Linked DNA regions of Mus musculus: regions 1 and 3 are each linked to region 2. Evidence: chromatin contacts called from public promoter capture Hi-C data. All regions are on one chromosome and are shown on one strand. The core of a region is the stretch at or near the end of the contact, and the rest is flanking DNA. Distances in the headings are between cores, read along the strand shown.

Region 1 (2,700 bases), core at 106-2,605, 790 kb before region 2:
CTTTGAGATGCCAAATAACTCTTAAAGAGTATAAAAATGTTCCAAGACCAGAAGGTTAATTCACTGCTAAAATTAACAACCCAATCTTGAAAAGTCAAAATACCTACCTGTTTCTAGTAGGAACCCCTCCTGCCAAATGGTCATTGGCTCCTTTCCCTCAGTGACAAAAATTCCCTTTCTGGTTCTTTTCCTTGGTTATATAACAAACAGGAGAAGGGGGCTAAACCTTGGGTCCTCTATTTTTCCTGATACATTTATTCCCACGTTTTCAACAGTATTAATGCCTCTCTGCAACTGAGTTCCTCTCGGTTTTTTTCAGCCTTCTCTCTCTTGTGCCTAATACTCATTCCTCTGGGTTTTAATCGGTTGGCTTTTAATTAACTAAATGCCTGCAATTACTCCCTCAACTGAATACGCCCAAAATAAAAAATTAACCTAAAATCCATCCCTCTCTCCCAATTTTCCCATTATTCTTTGTTGCTCCCCAGAAACTTCAACCACCTGTTAACTATTAATATATATTTGTCTCCAAATTATTACACCAGTTCCCCCAATCCCTCGATTGCCTTCATGGTCCATTTTTCCCTCCTTGCTGAAAAAAAAACCTCTCAGAAAATATCCTTTTGGCGTCTTCCTTCAATCCTGTTCCTAAACAAAGCTGCCTTTAGGCAATCAGCTATCATCTTCTCCCCACTACGCATGAACCAAACTTTCCAGCCCGCTCTCCAAATCTATGGTTGGGGAAAGAGTGGGGCTTCAGATAGAGAGAAGGAAATCCCACACGTTCCGATCAAGAGGCTTTGGTACCGGAGCTCGTTCAAAGCTGTAGTGCGAACATGAAATCGAGCAGGCGCGGCTGCCGAGTGAGGGCCGGGCAGCATGGAGCCATGCCCGCGCACAGGACAGGCCTGGCTCGGGAGGCCTGGCCACGCAAGGTCACCTTCGCGCGCCAGGCCGCGGGGCGGGGCGGGAGACCAAGTCCCCGGATCCCGATCCCTGAGAGCCTGTTCCCTGATCCCGATCCCCCGCAACCGCGACCCCAGGGCCACCGCTTACTCGTTGCGCAAAAGTCTCTCCTGGCGCCTCAACCTCTCCCGCAGCTCCGCCGAACTCTGCCGCCCCAAGTCCTCGGGAGCTGGGGGCTCGAAGCCGCGGGGCAGCGAGAACATTGCGCACGGGCTGCGGCTGGCGCGGCGGGCAGGGATCCCCGGCGGGGCCCACGGCGGGCGCTGGCTCCGCGGCCGGCGGCGACTCTGGAGCGCGAGCGGGAGTCGCCATTTTCCCGGAAGAGCACGGCTTCTCCGAGCCGAAGGGAGCTTTATTGAAATGCCGGAAACGGACAGGCCAGGACGAGGGGACGCCCGAGGAAGCGTGCAGGGGCGGAAGTTACATCACCGCCAAGGCGTCTGGGTTTGGCGGGCTTTCTCTGGATGGGCCTTTTGCTTTCCCGGCTTTTCGCCTGTGCACTGGGAAATATAGGACACTCAAGTCAAAGACTTACAAACTCACTTCTAATAAGTAAAATATGACGAAAGTAATAGAGCGTCGCATCTACGATTAAGCAATCAAAGTTTTGGACAAAAAATTTACAGGGATTCCTGAATGGACATTAATCACAGTTAAAATAAATAACGGGGTTATAATGATGGCTCAGTGGCTAAGAGGGCATACTGCTTTTGCAGTATGCCAGAGTTTGGGTACCAGTGCCCCTGTTGGGTAGCTTACAAATGCCTTTAGACTGCAGCTCCAGGGCACTTCACAAACTCTGGCTTCTCCAGACACCTGCGCACAAACACACACACATTAACATAATTTAGTCTTCAAAAAATAACAAGTGACCAATATAGCTAGCTATAATAAAATGCATATTAGAAACAATATAGTCAGGTATGGTCGTGCATGCCTTTAAGTCTGGCTGACTGAGTTCAAGGCCAGCCTGATCTACATAGTGAATTCGAGGTTGCAAAGTGACTCTGTCTCAAACAAAACAAGATTTGAATATTTGAGCAAGTCAGAATATCAGGAATTAGAAAGGTCGACCATGTCAACTGTTGGAAATAATGAAGAGCGACTGAGATTCCTACAGACTGCTAATGGGGGAGCAGAGGATGCAAAATAGTACAGCGTCTTTGGCAAGTAGTTGGACAGTTTCTGATTCGGGCTTTGCTGCCCTGCCCCTTTTTTATTGCTAGGCAGTATTGCATTGTGAGTTGTGTGTTTATGCTGAAGGATATTTGAGTTGTTTTCAGTTCTTAATGATCACAGATCAAGTCACTGTCAACATTTTTAATAGATGTTCATGTCAACATAAACTCTCATTTCTCTTAAGAGTGGGCTTATTAAGCCATATTAACAAAGGGAATAGAAAGGAAGAACGGCTCCACTCTTGACTTCCACGGCCTGAGAAATTCCTCTAATCTTTTAGGGATTTCAAACCAGGGTTTGTAACTTTGATGCTGAAAATATTCAGGACTAGGAGAATAGGAGTCTAATAAAAAATATTTTCATACAGGCCTAAGTATGAGTGTTCAGAGATATAAAAGTGCTCAAATGGAACATATACCCAGAGATGGGCATGGGCTTCTCAGGGAGAGTCACATTTCATTGTTTTTATAACACTTATACCTGATGGACTTCGAAACAATTATCTTTGAAGCATTGCTAAGAGATCTAAGAGACCACAGCATGTAGTTAGTTCTG
Region 2 (2,700 bases), core at 106-2,605:
TGAATTCTTGGACTTTTTGTCCATAGCCAGCCATTGTTGCTTATAAGTCATTCTAATAACCCCCCTTTCTATGCACATGGATTCATTCTCTAAGTTCAGTTAGAAAACTAATAATATAGGTACCTAACACTGAGATGGTGACTGAATTGCTAACCTCTCACCTGACCACCTGGTGTCTCTTTCAAGGAAGTGATAGGCAGACAAATCCTAAATTCACAATACTGGGCTTAGCCCACCTGCAGTGTCCTCCTTCTGTCTTTCTAATGGATCTTGCTCCTCTCTGGCTTCTAGCCCCCTGTGGTCCTGTTCTGCAGCCCTAGCTCCACTGGCCTCCTATTGGGTTCCCAGATCCCTTCCCTTAGTATCTGCAACTCACTTTATATATGTATCAGCTTTCTGCTTTTGTCCTCTGAAATCTGCTGGTCTCTTTAAACCTTTTGTACCCATTCTCTAAGTATGAAATGTATTGAGCTAGTAATTAAGACTGGAATAAAAGAAGCTTTGATCGCCGAGAGCCTGGTATCTATAGACACTGAGGCTATTTGATAGAAGGTAGCTCATAGTATTTGAGTTTATGTGTATCTGTGTTTTTTTGTCTGTATATATGCCTGTGTGCCACTTTAGTGTCTGGTGCCTACCGAGGCCAGAAGAGGGCATCAGATCCCCTGAACTGTAGTTGTGTGCCACCATGGGGTGCTGCGAACCAAATTAGGGCACTCTAGAAAAGCAACATGGGCTCTTACTCATTTTACATCTCTCCAGCCCTCGTTTTATTGCCTCTTTCTTTCTTCCTTCCTTCCTTTCTTTTTTTTTTTTTTAACAAAATCTGACATCGTTCAAACACACAAATGTCCATCTACATTTCGGACATAACATGGTGTCTGTTTCCTTACAGATCCGACTTACGATGAAGTATTCTTATAAATACATCGGCCATTTTTTTCCACCTCCAATTACGGATTACTATTCATACAATAGGAGTGAAAAAGATACCCAAACAAAAACGTACTTTCCAAAAACAACGTGGTACTATCCTGGAAACTCATCTCCTTTTCCTCTCACACCCTTCCCCATGCCCTTTAACCCTCGCACACGGAGAAGGATGGAACTCACTGCTGAGTGCCTACAAATTCTAGGCCTGAGGCGGCCATGAGCGCCACGGCCTAGCTCAGCCCGGTCCCCGCGTGTCCTCGCCGGCTGCTAGGGCCCGGCCGGCCCGGGCCTTCGAGGTCCGCAGCACGGCGCATATGGCCGCGCTCGCCTCCCGCGTTGGCGGGAAGACTGGGAGCGCGGACGCGCGAGGCCAACCCGGAGCCTACCCATGAGGCACTGCGCCCTGGCTCGCGACAGCCCCCTCCCCCCTCACGGCGCCCAGCAGCCCCGCTCCGCGATGGGAGCCGGAGCGGCCTCGGCGTACACAGCCCGCGCTCCTCCCTCGCCTCCTCCTCTTTCTCCTCCTCCTCAGGGCTCCAGTCAGGCCGAGCCGCTCCGCTCACGGTAAGCGTCCCCCGCCCCGCGCGGCCGCCCGCCCGCCCGCCCGCGAAGGCCCTCCCGCGCGGCCGCGCCGCCGCACTCCGGGGGCGCAGGGTGGGGGTCTCGGGCCGCGGCGCGTCGGCGAGAGCGCCCGGGCCGGGCAGGGCAGGGGCCGGCTGCGCATGGGGCCGGGCCCGCCATCTTGCCGGGCCTGGCGCGGGAGGGTTCCCGGCGCGACGAGGCGAGGCGGCCGGCGGCGCGGCGGCCCACAGTACAGGGCCGCCCAGCCGTCGCCTCGCCTCGTCGCCTCGCCACCGCGCAGATCCTCCCATCGCTTTCTCAGCCCGGCTGTGCTCTCGGGGGACGACTCCCCTCGGTCCTTTGTACCTTGTCCGCGGGTGTGTGTGTGTGTGTGTGTGTGTGTGTGTGTGTGTGTGGCGGAGACCCGAGCTCACAACCCAACCCACTCGACTCTTCACGCAAGAGCAGAACCCCACTGGCGTTCGCCATAACAGCCACAGAGGCCTTACCTTGTGCTAGACGACCGCTCCTATCTAGCCACCTTTCTTGTCAAAGGAATGTCCCCACTCTGCCATAGCCCCGCTATTGTCTACCAGAGGAGGGCTTTGAGGAGAACCGAGCCTGACAGATTTTCCAGCTGTGCGTTGCAGGTTTCACTTAATAAACCACAAACGAGTGGTCGCGCTGAGGTTTTAGCCTGCGCAAGAAGATGGTGTTTTCACGACCAACCTGCATTTGTAACCCGTTAGGAAAGAAATATGCTAGGAAAAAAATGGACGTTAACCTGCTGCGAGCATGGAGACTTTTGGCTTCACGAAGAAAAAAAATTTTTTTTTTAAATAGTCCGCCATACTTAAACATTTGGCTTTATTTTCAAGTTTGGACTGAATCATCTAAATACTTGGACGTCTTTTAGTGCCCTTAACCATAAATTCACACGATGGAAGTAAGAGTTTGAAGGTACAAAACCCTTCCCTTGGCATCTGTGTGCTATCTTGTTTTGAGAGATGACTGTACCAACTCAAGTTGTTTGGATGTAACTGATAGGGTGAAGGGACCGGGTTGGAGGACCTTGTGCTTTTTGATGGTCCACCATCTGCACTAAAGCCATCCTTGAGTTTGAGTGGTTGTATCTGTCATTGGTGTCAATGTTTACCTTGGGCTACTTTCGGAGACGTTTTTGTTGGCAGAGCAGTTTTGAAGGTC
Region 3 (2,700 bases), core at 2-2,501, 770 kb after region 2:
AGAAATCCACCTGTCTTGGCCTCTAGTGATAGCTCCTTGAGAGCTAGTGCCAGAGCCGGGTGGTGGTGACGTCGGCACACGCCTTTAATCCCAGCACTCGGGAGGAGGCAGAGGCAGACGGATTTCTGAGTTCAAGGCCAGCCTGGTCTACAGAGTGAGTTCCAGGACAGCCAGGGCTACACAGAAAAACCCTGTCTCGAAAAACCAAAAAGAAAAAAAAAAAAAGAGCTAGTGCCTGAAGGAAGATGGTTGCCTTGCTTTTCCTGGGGAGGGTATTTCTCTTCAGCCCTGATGGAATGATAGAAAAGATTCTGTACCGGTCCAGTTTATTGGGGTTGCTTACAAGCGTGGGTGACTCCAGTAGCTGCCATCTACAGATTGAGAAACTGCACTGTGGTGCAGTCCTAGTAGCTACAGACAGGAGGGGTGACTGGGTGTGCAGGTGGGTGGGACAGCTGGACCGCGGAGTTTGTGGTGGCAGGCCCTAGGGATGAATGAAACTGCATGGACAGAACTTAGCCCAGTCTTCCTTCTCAGCATTTTGCTTGTCTTGGAAGTGGAATTCTGAAAGCAACAGGGCAGGCCCAAAGGCCAGTGTGAAGCGCAGAACCACCTTTGGACGGATTTGGCTAATGTCCTCCATCCCCAGGTTGAGACCCAGACTGCTCACAGAAAACCCTAGGCATCGGTAGAAGGCCACTAGGAGGCAGCAGAGGGTCATAGGCTGCTCCGGACCCTGCCGGGTCTTAGCATGTTATGCCACCCCATAATTTCCCTCTTACTGTGCAGTAACTGCCTGCCCTAACAGTGTTTTAGGACTTCAGGGTGAGTGTAATCCGAGTTAGACTGTGTGCATGTAGACTCCGCTGGCCATTGCCTTCCAGAATAGTGTTTATTTTCTTCTGACTGAATCTTACCTATTTTTCTCATCATCGAGTCCAGGAACCCCAGTAGGCCATGCCCAAGCTGTCTCCAGGGAGGATGCACAGCCATGAAAAAGCTTTTAGGACAGACCTTTGGAGTCTCCAGGGCACGCCTCGCCTTACCCGGATCCTGGGGCAATTTGAGCTTTTTGTGAATGGCTCTCTTGGTCTCAAGGAAAACCACCCTCTGTGGTTCTCACACCTTTCAGAAGGGGCGAGGAGACCCGATCCGTGCCAGGCGAGGCGAGCAGTCGTTTCTGTGGCTGGGGGCCTGCGGGCAGGTGACAGGAGGCGGAGGTGGAGGCCGCTCAGGACCCGCCCCCACCGCGCTCTCCTCTACGGGAAGTGATGTGGGGCCAGACGGAAAATAGCGCCAAGCACCCAAAAAAGGCCAGTCGCACGGGGTCCCGAGCTCCATTTGGAAGGGAGTACCTAAGGGATAGAGCACAGCGAGGACGCGGCACGTTGGGAATCTAGCACTGCAGGGACGCAACACCGCAGGGACAGCACCGGACAGAGCACCAAACCGGGTGAGCACTCAGCGTTCTGGGCGCGCTGCAGATTGCAGGCGAGCAAGTCAGCCCTAGGGCAACCAGGGGACAGATCTTCGGAATGGATGCTGGTTTTCTGGAGTTCCAGGGGCTGAAGGTTATCCCGGGTGGCATCTAGGTGCCAAAATCCCTTTAATGAGGGGAAGAGAAATAGGTCTGCCCATCCCTCTGTCCTTCCCTCACTTCGGTTTTAGAAGTCTTTGACTTTAAAGTCTTTAGAGTCCTGCTGCTTTCAGGTGAGAAAGGGCTCTGCCTTTTCCTGTCATTCAGAGAACCCAGCTGGTCAGCCTGGTCTTAGAGTCACCCTATCGGAGGTAGAATTGATGGATGACATATTTTGGTCACTTTGCCAAGACCGGGTCTCTGGCCCAGTAGCTGGGTACCGATTTGGAAAGCCAGCTCTGTAATGTAGGAGATCTTGAGGCGTCTCAGCAGCCCCCCTGGCCTTTGCATCTTGCTGTTGTCTGGAGTATTCCCCTAGGCTTCTCTTTCAAGCCCAAGGGCTAACAGCTGTTCTGCCTTAGCTGTTCAGCCCAGCCGGGTGAGGAAGGCAGGAGACATTTCGTATTCTTTAAAGCTCCCTGTAGAGTGGAACCGGTATGGGAAAAGTAATCCCTGCATTTGGAAGGTGGACAGAGAAGGATCCAGGGTTCAAGGTCAGCCTTTGCTACATAGTGTGTGCTTGAAACCAGCCTGGGTTACAGGAGACTCTTTCTCAAAAAACAAACACCAAAAAGAAAGGAAGGGGGGGTATTCAGAAATGCTAAGCGCGCCTGAATGGGAGCTGCCTTCTTATTTTACCTTGGTCTTCCCCCCCACCCCAACACCTTTCCGTTTCCTCTCCACAGTGTGTCTTATTTGTCGTTGTTGTTGTTGTTGTTTGTTTATTTCTGACGTCACCCCGCCCCACCCCCTCCCTTGCCACCTTTTACGAGTTTTTTTGGCTGTGCAGAAGAGTCCCTTGTATCTCTGTGTGGAATTTACGGTCAGCTTCTCAATTCTGTGGCCTTGGCTTTAGAGCACGCACAGGCATTTTGAAGAGGGAAGCCGCCTTTGGGAACCAGACTTTTAACTTCCTTTCCTGATACCTGTTTCCCCATCTTAGTAAAGAAATTCCACTCTTAGAGAATCTCAGGCCAAACAATTCTCTTCATTCTTCCATGTCTCTTGTCCACCCTGAACACATTTTATTGAGTCTAACTTGAGTAGAACTAAATATTTTTTGG

What was found. Promoter capture Hi-C pulls out the DNA fragments that hold promoters and counts their contacts.
Region 1: a promoter capture Hi-C map of liver shows a contact between it and region 2, with 7 times the contacts expected there. The contact joins the promoter of Polr2m here to the promoter of Zfp280d in region 2. A contact is called at or near these places in 4 of 39 promoter capture datasets (hippocampal neurons, liver, pre-B cells and 1 more), 1 of 484 Hi-C or Micro-C datasets (Th1 cells), 5 of 115 datasets of contacts at active chromatin or transcription factors (bone marrow-derived macrophages, cardiomyocytes, embryonic stem cells and 1 more) and 1 of 9 other capture datasets (macrophages).
Region 3: a contact with region 2 is called in a promoter capture Hi-C map of pre-B cells, with 2.7 times the contacts expected there. The contact joins the promoter of Rab27a here to the promoter of Zfp280d in region 2. A contact is called at or near these places in 3 of 39 promoter capture datasets (the HPC-7 cell line, liver and pre-B cells).

What each region holds. Positions count from the first base shown.
Region 1 is chr9:71,484,628-71,487,327 of GRCm38.p6, forward strand. It overlaps Polr2m (polymerase (RNA) II (DNA directed) polypeptide M), which reads right to left and starts at 1,356. Exons shown (of 4, transcript NM_178602.3): 1 at 1,057-1,356. The coding sequence starts at 1,169.
Region 2 is chr9:72,273,533-72,276,232 of GRCm38.p6, forward strand. Zfp280d (zinc finger protein 280D) reads left to right here and starts at 1,356. Exons shown (of 22, transcript NM_146224.5): 1 at 1,356-1,497.
Region 3 is chr9:73,043,559-73,046,258 of GRCm38.p6, forward strand. Rab27a (RAB27A, member RAS oncogene family) reads left to right here and starts at 1,252. Exons shown (of 6, transcript NM_023635.6): 1 at 1,252-1,453.